Regions from separate parts of the Mus musculus genome. Here regions 2, 3 and 4 are each linked to region 1. Evidence: chromatin contacts called from public HiChIP or PLAC-seq and promoter capture Hi-C data. All regions are on one chromosome and are shown on one strand. Each heading gives the region's core, a stretch centred on a gene start, on an enhancer-like site or on the middle of the called end of the contact. The rest is flanking DNA. Distances are from core to core; before and after follow the strand shown. Region 1 holds the start of Thnsl2 (threonine synthase-like 2 (bacterial)). Region 2 holds the start of Atoh8 (atonal bHLH transcription factor 8). Region 3 holds the start of Tcf7l1 (transcription factor 7 like 1 (T cell specific, HMG box)). Region 4 holds the start of Rnf181 (ring finger protein 181).

Region 1 (3,102 bases), core at 350-2,849:
CTGTGCAGCCTGCTCTCAAAGTCCAGCCTTCTTCCTGGAGTTCCTGTCTTGAACACCCCAGAGGCAGTAACCCCTAATGATTAACTTAGTTGTCTCCAGCCTTTAGCTCCTCTCCTTGGTGAGAAGTCAAAGTACACTTCACAGAAGAACTTTGGGCTCCCTCTGGGCCCCAGGGTGGTGCTGTCCTGTAGGCCTGCCTGAGCCAGGCAGGGAGGCTGTCCTTGGATGCGATTTCTTTGGGAACACTGTAACAAACACTGCTGACTTTTGTGAGTCCCAGTTTTCCTGGCTTCTGAATGGTTAAATGCACCTCATGGAAAGTACAGAAACACGTTGGAGAAGGTCCATGGCTGACCTGTATCCCTCAATAGGTTGGTGCCTCTGACCTCTGTCAACTCTATGGCAAGTCCCTGGCCCATTTTGTACTCAGAAGGCCTATCCCATATCCTGAGCAGGGACAGTCTCTCAGTGCCTTCTACCAGGAGACTGAGCTGGCTACTCAGGGGCAGCTTCACACACTGTTGCCTAGTGGATGGCCTGTGTAGGGGAGGACTAGACGGCAGGCAACTTGAATAAGCACAGGCCTCAGGAGGAGGAAGGAGACAGGCAAAGACCAGGCCAAGGCCAGGGCTAAGAATAAATCTTAGACTGTACTTGTCTGGTCCATCTTCAAACCTATGTTTATCTTGGAGCGTGAATGTAAATCCTGGGACATTTGATCATGTTTGGAGAAAAAAATACCCCAAATTCTTGCTTTTTTCCCTCCCTGAAAAATAAATTAGGGCCTGAGACTGCAGCTCCACTGGTAAGGTGCTTGCCGAGCCCACACAAAGTTCTGCTTCGATTCCCAGCATAAGCCGTTGGTAACACAAGTCTGTAATGTCAGCACTCAGGAGATGGAGATGGAAGATCGGGACTTCAAGATCATCCTTTACTGTATAACCAGCTTCCATGAAGAAGGGGGGAGAACATAGAGAAAAGGAAGGGGAGGGGGAAACTGAGTCAGACTTACGCTTCTATAGATAGTATTGTTCTATTAAGAATTTTTTAGCTAAATGATGCACCCATCTGGTGGATTTTAGCACAGGCTCTTGGATTTATGTAAACCAGAATCCTGAAAGCCAAAGGATGGAATGGTGGAAGGCTAAGTCCTTCTTCCCACATTGCCCTCTGATTTCTCATCTAAAAACAAAACAAAGCTTTTAATCCCAGCACTCGGTGGAGGAGTTAGGAAAGGGATGTGCAAAGACAGGCAGATCTCTTTGTGAGTTCAAGGCCAGCCTGCTCTACATACAATCTCCTGAGTGGCCAGAGCTACATAGAGACAGGTCTCTCAATAAGTAAACAAACAAATAAAAACAGAACAAAATGTCACCGTCTTTTATTCTATCGAGTCTCAGCGAAGATCATGAGTCTAAAAGAGAATCCAGAGTCTGAAAGGCACTCATTGAACACAAAGGCTAGTGTTCCGGTGTCTGCCTTGTCCCCCACCCGACCCCCCTACTCCTGTCTTCCAAGCTCTGTCTTCTACCCCTCCCCGAAGTCCCTTCTCCACTCCCCCTCCTCCGCCCTCTGTAGGAGCTCCTCCCCAGCTTTGGCTTTAAACTCAGAACCTCCGGCTCAGGGAAGTCAGAGCTGTGCGCGTCGCCCACTGGACTCGGGTCTCCAGGCAGCTCCGCGCCCCTACGGTAACCTCGCCCAGTTCTCTGCTGCGTGCCCCCCACCCCGCGCTCTCCACGGTGACACGTCAGATTTCTGGCTGCTGTCCTGGTCCCGTAGCTCAGCTTGGCTTCCGGGCCACCGTTTTAAAGCCAGCTGGGGCCTTAGGATGGCAGCAGCCCCAATAGCCCTAGCAGCCCGCGCGGGTGGAGGATTTCTCATGTTTTTCTCCTGCAGCCAGGGTTCGGCAGTGTGGGAGTAACCCGGAAACTCAGGACAGTGCGCTGTGTTCAGAGGGTAGGGATGGGGTCTTAGGGTTCGGCGAGCTCGCCAGCGGGTGTACACCGCCCGCCCTCCCAGGCCTTGCTTTAAACTCCAATCCAGGAGTAGTGATCTACCACTAGGGGCGAGACTCCATGCCTCCCCACCTCCGCTACCGCCGCGCCGAATCCCGCCCCAAAGGCGGGATTACTGTTATTATTTATCGTGGTTATTGCCCTGTCTCCGCTCTGGAATAAAATCCAGAAACGTTCCAAAAAGTAATTATCACAGTAAAGTACAGCGGAGATCTGAGTCCAGAGCCCTGACACAACAGTCTTAAAAAAAAAAAAAAAAAAAAAGTCGTTAGCTGTTTCTTGTAGCTTTTTCTGCGCTGTCCCTTGAAGTGATCTTTCAGAACCGACCGACAGCCCTTAATCCTGTGAGAAGCTTGGGACTGTTTGCTAATCAAGCCATCTTCTTATTCTGGCACATGCTTAGCTCAAGCCGGGCTTTCTTCACCTCTGTGCCTTGTTCATGTCTTTCTTGGGTTGCAGAATCCCCACCTCAGTGCCCGGGTATCATGTGGTCCATTCTACCGAGGACCAAGGACAGGGCTTTGGAAAAATGTTCCTCATAGCTCCACCTGCTTCTGCCCTGTCCCAGCACCCCCAGCCCTTTGATCAGTAGAACTCCCTGGCTGCATTTCCTTTAGTCAGGTCCAGAATCCTTATGCAGCAAGGATTTCAGGGCAGTTTGCTCTAACGTTGTTCACAGCATTCCAGAACTCCCTGCAGTTACTGAAGGCACTGCTAAGCCTTTGACCTCCTGGCCCTGCTTCTGCCTTCTGAGCAGCTGTGCCTATGTCCCATGTCATGGACTCCTATGTGGGCTGATTCCTGTGTCCCAGATTCCTAACGTCATTTCTGTTTATACCCATTGCCCAGCATTACATTATCCACCCTGGTTCTATTTGATAATATTCTTGGTTTCAGGCATGTCTAATGCATGTGACTGAGAATAGCTATGAATAGGGAGGCCCAAAACAAAATTCTAAGCTTACTTAAAACATTATGTGATTTCATGTATCTCTTGCTCTTATAACTTGATGGCACCATTCTGAGGCCTGAACTTTGTAGATAGCAAAGTTATGTTGCAATGTCAAAAGGTGGGACCTGCCTGGTT
Region 2 (3,108 bases), core at 361-2,860, 1.1 Mb before region 1:
GGGGAGTACCAGGAGAGACCTGGTTTGCATTCAGCTGGCCTCGGCCTGAAATCTGTGGCCTGGTAAGCTGAGAATGGCAGTCACAGGCATTCTTCCCATCAATTAGGCTACTTACATTTCTCTTCTGTTCCTCAGAACACCCTTCCATCCTGTGACTGCCAAGTTCAGATCCTCAAGTTGCCCAAAGGGAGACGTGGGGGTGGTGGGTGTGTCTACCCAACACAGATGTCATCCCTATCACTGCTCTCTTTCCTTCCATTCCGACAAATTACAGTGGTCTTTCCCTTCTTTTGGAAGACATTAGAAAAGGGCTGGGGTTCAGCTTTCGTGGAGCCCGTTGTTAGGAATGGCATCCACTCACGTGGAGGCATCTAACACACTAACTGCCACGGGCAACACAGCTTGTGACTCTGCCCAACTCTAGCTAAGCCCCGAGTTATAGTTTCACTACACCAGTGTGTCAAGGGTCACCATTCAAATGCCATATACGATCTCCTTTCATCCTTTTAATGACACTTGCCTCAAAGGAGACCATTGGAGGAAGGCTCGGTGAAGAGAGCAACTCTACGTGGCAGCACAGGGGAAGGTGTGTGCAGAGGGTCCCGAGAGGGCCTCCCCGTCAGCCTCTTCTTTCTAGTAGGATTTCCAGTGGAATAGGGGCCTGGGGGTCTGGAGAGTGAACTCTACCTCTGGGGCCAATTGGCATCAGGCTCTGTGCTCAATCAATTGTTATCATTCCCAGGAGGAAGGTGTGGTTGTGACCCCTATCCTGGGCATAAGGAGCCAGAGGTGCCGAGGGACAGCACGACGAATGCCAAGGTCGCTCAGTAAATGGCAACCTTGAGCTCTGGACCTAAGAATTCTGTCTGCTTGAGGAGCTGTCCTGCCCTGGCTGATAACATTAGCGCAGCTACTGATGACCTGGCACCTCCTGTGTGGCGGCTTTCACAGCCAGGCTGTGACAAGCATGGGTGTTCTCCAGATTCCTCATTTCATAGATGAGTAAATCTGGGTTTAGCAGGGCGCTTCGGGTAAGATGACTTAAGATCTTCACCGACGTTACATCTGCTAAACCAGACATTTGCATCTCTCAGTTTCCCAATGTCCGGTGTTCTGTTCCTAAGGCCTCTGCCCCAGCAAATAGGGGCAAGAAGGGAGAAGGCCTTCTTGCAGTTGGATGACAATGACCAGCCACTCTGGGGTTCTTCTCTCCCACTTATCTTTCCCTCCCAGAAGCTCTGGGATTTCTCCCTCTGTTGGACAGTTCGGGTGGGAGGTAGAAGGGAAGGTTCTGGATGGGAAAGGTCGGCGCTGCGTCACCCCCACCCCCACCCCAGGCCAACAAGGCTGGGCAATGAAGGGCCACAGCGATTAGCAGCCACGTGCTCGGGACTGTAGTGGACAGTGCGGACTGTTTTTGGAGAGAGAAGGCGCGCCCCCAACTTGGGTAGGGGGCAGAGAGGGCGAGCAGGAGGAGGCAGGTTCCGGCACAAGGCATGAGGGGTGGGGGGAGGCCGAGAGCACGCGGACAAAGGAGGCGGCCCTCAGCCCAGCTGTTTTGAAAAATGCTTCCTGTTTCTTTAAAGGCGCTCGCTGCTCGGGCGGCCTGGGCTCGGGAGGCGGCAGCGGCGGCGGCGGGAGCTGCCTCCTCTCCGGGCGGGCGGCGCTGAGTGATCTTGCGAACTGGGCTTCTGTGTAAACTGAGGCTAAACAAACACAGATGGAGCGCAGCGGGCGTTCTGCAGAAATGCTGGCAGGGCGGCAGCGACTTCAGATGACACTCTGAGCTCTCCCGGGGAACCGGCAGCCTCCAAGGCTTCACGGAGCCGGAGGCGCAGCTGCCCCGGGAGTGGGGGTGCGAGGGAGGGACCCGGGGAGGGAGGGTAGGAGGAGAGAGCGCGGCGACAAGGCGGCGCTCAGCGCGGCGGCCACCCGGCACAGCCAGGCGCGCGGCGTGCAGAGTGATCGCTGCGGGCGCGCGTCCCGGGCAGTCCCACGCCCCAGCCTCACGCCGTCCTCGCCATGAAGCACATCCCGGTCCTCGAGGACGGGCCGTGGAAGACTGTGTGCGTTAAAGAACTGAACGGCCTCAAGAAGCTCAAGCGGAAAGGCAAGGAGCCGGTGCGGCGCGCGAATGGCTATAAAACTTTCCGATTGGACTTGGAAGCTCCCGAGCTCGGCGCCACAGTCAGCACCACCGCCGCCACCAACGGGCTTCGGGACAGGACACAACCGTTCCCGATCGCGACCCCAGTACCAGCCTCAGTGGCGCCGGCGGTTCCTCCAGGTGGAGGCACAGACACAGCCAGGGAATTCCGGGGCATCAGAGCGCCTGAGGTCTCTGACGCGCGCAAACGCGGTTTCGCTCTGGGCACAGTGGGACCGGGACTACCCACGCCACCGCCGCCTCCCGCATCTCAGAGCTTGGCACCCGGGGATCCCGAGGCGCACTCCTTCCGCGAGCAGGCTCTGCGTCCCCGCATCTTGCTGTGCGCCCCTCCCGCGCGTCCCACACAATCCGCGCCTCTCGCACCCCCAGCGGCGCCACAAGAGTCCCCCGTGCGCCCTGCGCCCCCCACGCGCCCGGGGGAAAGTTCCTACTCGTCAATTTCACACGTAATTTACAATAACCACCCGGATTCTTCCGCGTCGCCTAGGAAACGGCCAGGCGAAGCGACCGCCGCCTCAACGGAGATCAAAGCCCTGCAGCAGACCCGGAGGCTTCTGGCCAACGCCAGGGAGCGGACGCGGGTGCACACCATCAGCGCAGCCTTCGAGGCGCTGAGGAAGCAGGTACTCACTAACCGCCGCGGGGTTAGAGTGGCAGAAGTGGGTGGGTGGGTGGTCCCAGGGTCGGAGTTAGGATAAAAGGAATCCCACAAAGCAGGCAGATTAGAGTTATCATTGTTGCAACTTTTTAGTTTGTAAAGTGGGCGAAATCTAGGGATCTCTGGCCTAGACACGCCCCTGTTCCCCAGGAGTAACCGCGTCTGACCTCAGGTCTTGTAGTTGACTTGTGCAGCGAGTATTTGTCTTCTGGTCCCTTGGGCTTGGTGGGGAGTACGGGGGGGGGGGGGGGATGTGGGAATCTTCCCCTGGCAGGGGAAG
Region 3 (3,029 bases), core at 329-2,828, 1.6 Mb before region 1:
AGTTGTGCTTGCTTGCTTGTTTGCTGGCTTGCTTGCTTTTAAAGACAGGGGCCTCTCTAAGCAGTTGTCTTGTACCTCATTGTGTAGACCAGGCTGGCCTCAGCCTCACAGAGATCCACCGGCCTCTGCTTCCTCTCTCAGGTTTTGGGATTAAAAGCACAGGTCACCATACCTGGCTTTCAGTTGTGTTTAAAACATTTAAAAAATATGCTCATACTGACGTTCTAGACTGATTTTAAAATTTATGTTGTCACCAATGTCCCCATGGAGGATGGCTCCAAGTGGCGTTACTTCCCCCATCCCCAGCTGACTGAGGATATATGAGTCTATCTAGTCCCGAGGATTGAACACAGGACCTCATGAATGCTAAATACACGCTCTACCATCTCCATCTTTTAAATGATACCTAACTTGTGAGGGAATGAGTGCACATGGCATGGTCCACACGTAGAAGCTAGAGGACGAGTGTCTGTTCTCTACTTCCACCATGTGGGTACCGGACAGGGAACTGAAGACATGGGGCTTGACGGTAAGTACCTGCTGAGCCATCTTGTTAGCGCCCAGATACTCTCTCAAGTCTGTTTTTTACCTATGAAGCTAGTTAGGTAATTTGCTTATGGTGCTTGTGGGCTATCACGGCAGCTTCCTAATCAGCTTTGGGAGTTCTGGGTGATAATTTCTTCTTAAAATCAATACAGTTAAAATCCCGTCTGAATCCAAGACAGTGAGTATTGAATTTCACACCTCTTCTCCAGCTTTAGAGAGAAAGCGTGATCTTCAAGGTTGCAGTAGTTCCTTACTAAGAGGAAGTGATCAAAAACACAGTTTGGGGACAGGAATGCGTTGGAATACCATAGGAAAGGGAATGTAAGACCGCTCAACTTGTTTCAAAGTGTCACAAAATCTGGCTGAGTAGAAGGGCTGATGGGATCCTGTACTCGGCAGGCTGAGTGGTTGTGCTCGGCGGATCTGCGAGTCCTCGGCTGTCCCGCAGGGGGCAGTGCTGCCTGCCAGTGCGGTGGGAGCGGAGTGGGAACCCGCGCGGAGTTCTGGGGCTTGTTTGCAAAGAAAGTTAGGGGATGTGAAGGAGTGCGGGCCAGACTCTTAGAGGGAGGGTGCGAGAAAGGACTTCCCAGGGTAGCCATGGAGTTCACTGGAGGGGATCTGGATAAGTTCGAGGGGTAGGGTGGTCGCACGAGGAGGGTAGTTGTAGGCCCCGGAAGGTGCAAGCGAGCAGGACGCGAGTGTGAATACGAGTGTGCGTGCGCGCGCTGCAGTTCGCCTGGTTCCGAGAGGCGCGGGTGTCAGCTTGCAGCCGGGGCTCCTCCCTCCGGCCCCCCTGCCCCGCCGGGCGGTCCCTCCCTCCTTCCCCATCGCCCCTCCCCGGCGGGCCAGGCGCTGGGACGCCCGGGCCGAGAAGGCAGCGGCGGTGGCGGCGGCTAGTTGGGAGTCCTAGGTTCCGTGCTGCGGGACGATTCGGAGCCGAGTGTCTCTTGCCCCGGCTGGGCGGTGCTGGGCCCGCTTCCCACAGAGCCACGCCCTGTCAAAACTTTGTCGCCGCAGCGGCCAAACGATCGGAGCCGGGCCAGCGAGAGGGAGGGAGGGGCGCCGGGCCGGGCCAGGCAGGGCGCGGGGCTCCGAGCGCAGCGGCCCCGGCCCGTGGCCCCACCATGCCCCAGCTCGGTGGTGGCCGCGGTGGCGGCGCCGGCGGGGGAGGCGGTGGCTCCGGAGCCGGGGCAACCAGTGGAGGGGACGACCTCGGAGCGAACGACGAGCTGATCCCCTTCCAGGACGAGGGGGGCGAAGAGCAAGAGCCGAGCAGCGACAGCGCTTCGGCGCAGAGGGATCTGGATGAGGTCAAGTCGTCCCTGGTCAACGAATCGGAGAATCAGAGCAGTAGCTCGGACTCCGAGGTAAAGGGATTCCTAGGGTCAGCCTCTGGGGGACCCGGGTCCCGCTCCCGCTCACCCGCCCTCGCCTTTGTGTCTCCTCCACAGGCGGAGAGGCGCCCGCAGCCCGCCCGGGACGCTTTCCAGAAGCCGCGCGACTATTTCGCCGAAGGTAAGTGCCTTCTCCGTCAGTCTCCACTCTCCAGCCATCAGCGATTGGCCGTACGGGTCTCCACGGTCCGGGTGGCGGAACCCCTGCTCTCCTCCCATCGCTGCAGCAGCCACTCTGGGGCTCACTCGAGGGGTGCTCGGGTTCCAGATTCCCGCCCCGAGCTCCAGATAGCTACTCTGTCTGGGGGACCCCTGACCTCACTCCACTTTGGTTTTGTCCGCAGTGAGAAGGCCCCAGGATGGCGCTTTTTTTAAGGGACCTGCGTATCCTGGGTACCCCTTCCTGATGATTCCAGACCTGAGCAGCCCGTACCTCTCCAACGGACCCCTGTCTCCTGGTGGAGCGCGCACCGTAAGTGTCAGTCCGGCCGTGCCGGGACCGGTGGGCGTCGGGCCCGGCGGGATGCGCCCCTGGGCTTTCCGTGGTGTGGGGGATGGGGCCTCCTGCCTGAGCTGATCCTGGGCCGAACTTGTTTGCAGAGTCAAACTCCCCTGTGGCGGCCTAGTATGAGACTGCTTTTGGCCAGTAACGGGATGAAAGTAAAGTTCTTTTAACTTCTCGCCTTTGGGAGATTGCGGCCTGGTGGGACCTCCCAGCCTCCCAAATTCCTTGCTCCTACCAAAGGAAAACTTGGATTTGTGCCTGCCTTTGGAGGTGGGGGGTGTGTGTTTGGGGGGGGGGTGTCTCGCTTTCCTTCCCGGAGATTGGTCAGCTTTCCCCTTGGCAAGGGAGAAAGTTGGGCAAGGGCCTGGAGGATCCTGACTTGAGATGTCCTCTGACCTGCGGGTTCCCTGGGCTGCTGTGAGCTGTACAAACTCCTTATTTTGTGTGAACTATTCACGACCCACCCCCAATCCTCACCCCCAGGGCCTCAATTTTTCTGCAGAACTCTGGGTTTTAAACTCCTCTGAGATGGTTTGGAGGGCGACCCAAGGCATTCTTACTTGGCTTTTTCCCCCTTTTGTTGC
Region 4 (2,924 bases), core at 248-2,747, 1.2 Mb before region 1:
TGGAAGAACACTGCTGACCGGCTCTTTCATCCTGCTTCCTATACACCCCAGGACCTGCCCTGGGGTGTTACTTCCCACTGTGAGCTGGGCCCGTCTATATCAGTCATTAATCAAGAAAATGACTAGTCTACAGGCCAATGGAATGGAGGCATTTTCTCAGGGTTTGAGGGTCCTTCTTCCCAGATGATCTTAGCTTATGTCAAGTTGACAAAAAGATAACAAACATACAGGGCTTAAGACAATACTGTTTGTTTGTTTGTTTGTTTGTTAGAGGCAGTGTTTCCCTAAAAGCCCAGTGGCCTCTTAAATTCTGAGACGATGGGTGTATGCCACCTTGAGAGCTCTAAGCACTTGTTACCTTCCTTGGGTTTATTATCATCTTCCTCTTCTGAGAAAGATGGGGGGATAGCACTTTGCCCTGCTAGGTGGGTCAGCAGCACTCACTTTGGGCAAGCTACTTCTGAGACCCAGGTCAGTGGTAGAGCAGATGCTCAGCATGAACTCTAAGGCCCCTCTGAGGTGCCGCACTACAGTACTAGACAATTACAATCAGGTATTTATGGAATGCTCTTTTCCTGAATATGCCTCTCCTTTGAATTTTTTTAAAGACAGGATTTTACTATGTAGCCCACGCTGGTCTTAAGTTTGCAATCCTCTGGCGGTCACTCCCCCCCTTTTCAAAAATTTCAAAAAAATTTATTTTATAACTATGTGTGCTTTGTCAGGTGAATGTAGGTACCGGGGAGGAGGAGCAAAGAGGCATTACCTGGAGCTGGAATTACAGTAAACTGCCCAAGTTGAACTCCTAATCATGCATGGTTTTGTCTATTTTCCTTCTTTTATTGTTTATATTTATTTGTTTTAATTTTTATTTTTATTGATTGAGACAAGGTCTCAACTTTTTAGCCTTGGCTGGCCTCCCACTCACAGAAAAACACCTGGCTCTGCCTCCTGAGTGCCAGACTTAAAGACATGCACCATCGATTGCTTTATTTATTTATAATACGAGTGGGTGTCTTGCTGCATGTCTGTCTGTCTGTCACTTATTTGCCTGGTGCCCGCAGAGCATCAGACCCTCTGGAAATAGTGTTGTGCGCCATCCAGTGGGTGCTGGGACTAAAACTTGGGTGCGCTGAGCCATCTCTCCAGGCCCTTCACCCATTTTTATGCATAAAACATAATCAATGCGTGGGAATTTTCCTTTCAGGGAGTAGGTGGAACATGCAGGTAAACTCAGCCAAGGAGACACAGTAGAGATACTTCCGGCTTGGACTGGCACTTCTAGAAACCGGCGAGAGCCCTCAGATCCTGGCTCCGAAAAGTCCCCGGAATTTCCTCTTTCTCCAACCCCATTGGCTTTAGTCTTTGGTCACCTGACTTATCCAACCAACGAGAGGCGGCTGCATCGGTACTTCCGCCTCTGTGTGCGAGTCACTATGCCCACCCCAGGAGCACTCTGATTGGCTCTCCTCTTGAAATTCGATCGCTTATTGGCCAGCGCTGGATTCGGCTCTCCAGCGGCAACCTAAAGCTGTGTCAGACAAGCCCGGCAGCCCAGGAGCCATGGCGTCTTATTTTGATGAGCACGACTGCGAGCCGTTGAACCCTGAGCGTGAGGCCCGCAACAATATGTTGCTGGAACTCGCGAGAAGAGTGCGCGGGGCTTGGAGCTGGGCCCCGGGCGGCAGGTTTCTGGGTTGGGGTTTGGCGGAGAGGGCGGGTTAACCTGGGAGGTGGGGTAAATAATGTTAGTCAGGGCGACGCGATTAGTCGAGTCGGAGTCGTTAATTTGGGCTATTAATGAGTAGGGCCCGCCAGGGGATCGTGGGAAAGACGAAGATAGAAAGGGTGGGTGTAGCAAAGGGAGGCACGGGACAAGATTGTCATGGGGGCGGACACGGCCTGTGCCCAAGTGTGTAAACTGGGTAGTGTTTTGCTAGTAATAAGCAAGGAGAGAAACTCACTGCTGTCCTGGAATCAACTTTGGCTTATTCCTGAACGACTTCTTTGAGACTGCTATTTCTAGTAAAATGGGAAAGTTGCCTGGAGTGATAGTGCACACCTTTAATCCAACTACTTGGGAGGTAGAAAGAAAAAGGGAAAAGCGAGCCGGGGTTGATTGAGAGCTGTGCTGGTGGGTTTGTTTCGTGTGTGTGTGTTTTGCTTAGAGACAATCTCACTATGTATCCCTGACTGGCCTCGAACTCACAGCCTCCCAAGTGTTGTGACTAAATGCATGGGCCACCACCTCTGGCTCCCACCCTACTGAGGAGCTCTTGTGCACTATTCGTTATTATTACTATTTTAGCCAGGACAGGTATTTCCCAGTGGATTATGGGGGCCGGAACTAGATGATTTCCTTAGTTCTGATTTATACTTTCTCCCTCAGATCACTCTTTAATAGGATGGACTTTGAGGACCTGGGATTGGTAGATTGGGAACACCACCTTCCCCCACCAGCTGCCAAGGCTGTGGTGGAGAGCCTCCCTAGAACAGTCATCAGTAGCGCCAAGGCTGGTGAGGACACAAGGCCTTTTTTGTTTTTTTTTTCTGTTTAGGGCAGATAAGCCAGACCTGCCTGCCTGCCGACTCCCCCTAGCCACCAACAATCTGGCCTGTTAGTGTTCTAGGCCAAGCCTGTGTCTGAGTGGGAGGTTGGGTTGGGCCTTAACTGCTCTCCTGATCGACACTTCCTCTTCAAGATCTCAAGTGCCCCGTGTGCCTTTTGGAATTTGAGGCGGAGGAGACTGTGATTGAGATGCCCTGCCATCATCTCTTCCATTCCAACTGCATTCTGCCCTGGCTAAGTAAGGTACTCGGTCCATCCCTTCCCGGCCCCAACACCAGTTCCCGCCAGTTCCTAAGCGGCTTTTTTTTTTTTTTTTTTTTTGGTAATGGACTGGGGTGAAATCAAGGGAGAGAGC

Evidence for each region. Promoter capture Hi-C pulls out the DNA fragments that hold promoters and counts their contacts. HiChIP or PLAC-seq counts read pairs in DNA pulled down with a chosen protein or histone mark.
Region 2: a contact with region 1 is called in a promoter capture Hi-C map of pre-B cells, with 5 times the contacts expected there. The contact joins the promoter of Atoh8 here to the promoter of Thnsl2 in region 1. A contact is called at or near these places in 7 of 39 promoter capture datasets (3T3-L1-derived adipocytes, embryonic stem cells, hippocampal neurons and 3 more) and 1 of 484 Hi-C or Micro-C datasets (B cells).
Region 3: a promoter capture Hi-C map of liver shows a contact between it and region 1, with 4 times the contacts expected there. The contact joins the promoter of Tcf7l1 here to the promoter of Thnsl2 in region 1. A contact is called at or near these places in 2 of 39 promoter capture datasets (both in liver).
Region 4: a contact with region 1 is called in an H3K27ac HiChIP or PLAC-seq map of microglia, with 9 times the contacts expected there. The contact joins the promoter of Rnf181 here to the promoter of Thnsl2 in region 1. A contact is called at or near these places in 2 of 39 promoter capture datasets (both in liver) and 1 of 115 datasets of contacts at active chromatin or transcription factors (microglia).

Annotation. Positions count from the first base shown.
Region 1 is chr6:71,142,877-71,145,978 of GRCm38.p6, reverse strand. It overlaps Thnsl2 (threonine synthase-like 2 (bacterial)), which reads left to right and starts at 1,599. Exons shown (of 9, transcript NM_001033929.2): 1 at 1,599-1,688.
Region 2 is chr6:72,234,079-72,237,186 of GRCm38.p6, reverse strand. It overlaps Atoh8 (atonal bHLH transcription factor 8), which reads left to right and starts at 1,610. Exons shown (of 3, transcript NM_153778.3): 1 at 1,610-2,793. The coding sequence starts at 2,023.
Region 3 is chr6:72,787,594-72,790,622 of GRCm38.p6, reverse strand. It overlaps Tcf7l1 (transcription factor 7 like 1 (T cell specific, HMG box)), which reads left to right and starts at 1,578. Exons shown (of 12, transcript NM_009332.3): 1 at 1,578-1,913; 2 at 1,998-2,061; 3 at 2,285-2,412. The coding sequence starts at 1,671.
Region 4 is chr6:72,361,005-72,363,928 of GRCm38.p6, reverse strand. Rnf181 (ring finger protein 181) reads left to right here and starts at 1,497. Exons shown (of 5, transcript NM_025607.4): 1 at 1,497-1,688; 2 at 2,390-2,517; 3 at 2,703-2,812. The coding sequence starts at 1,564.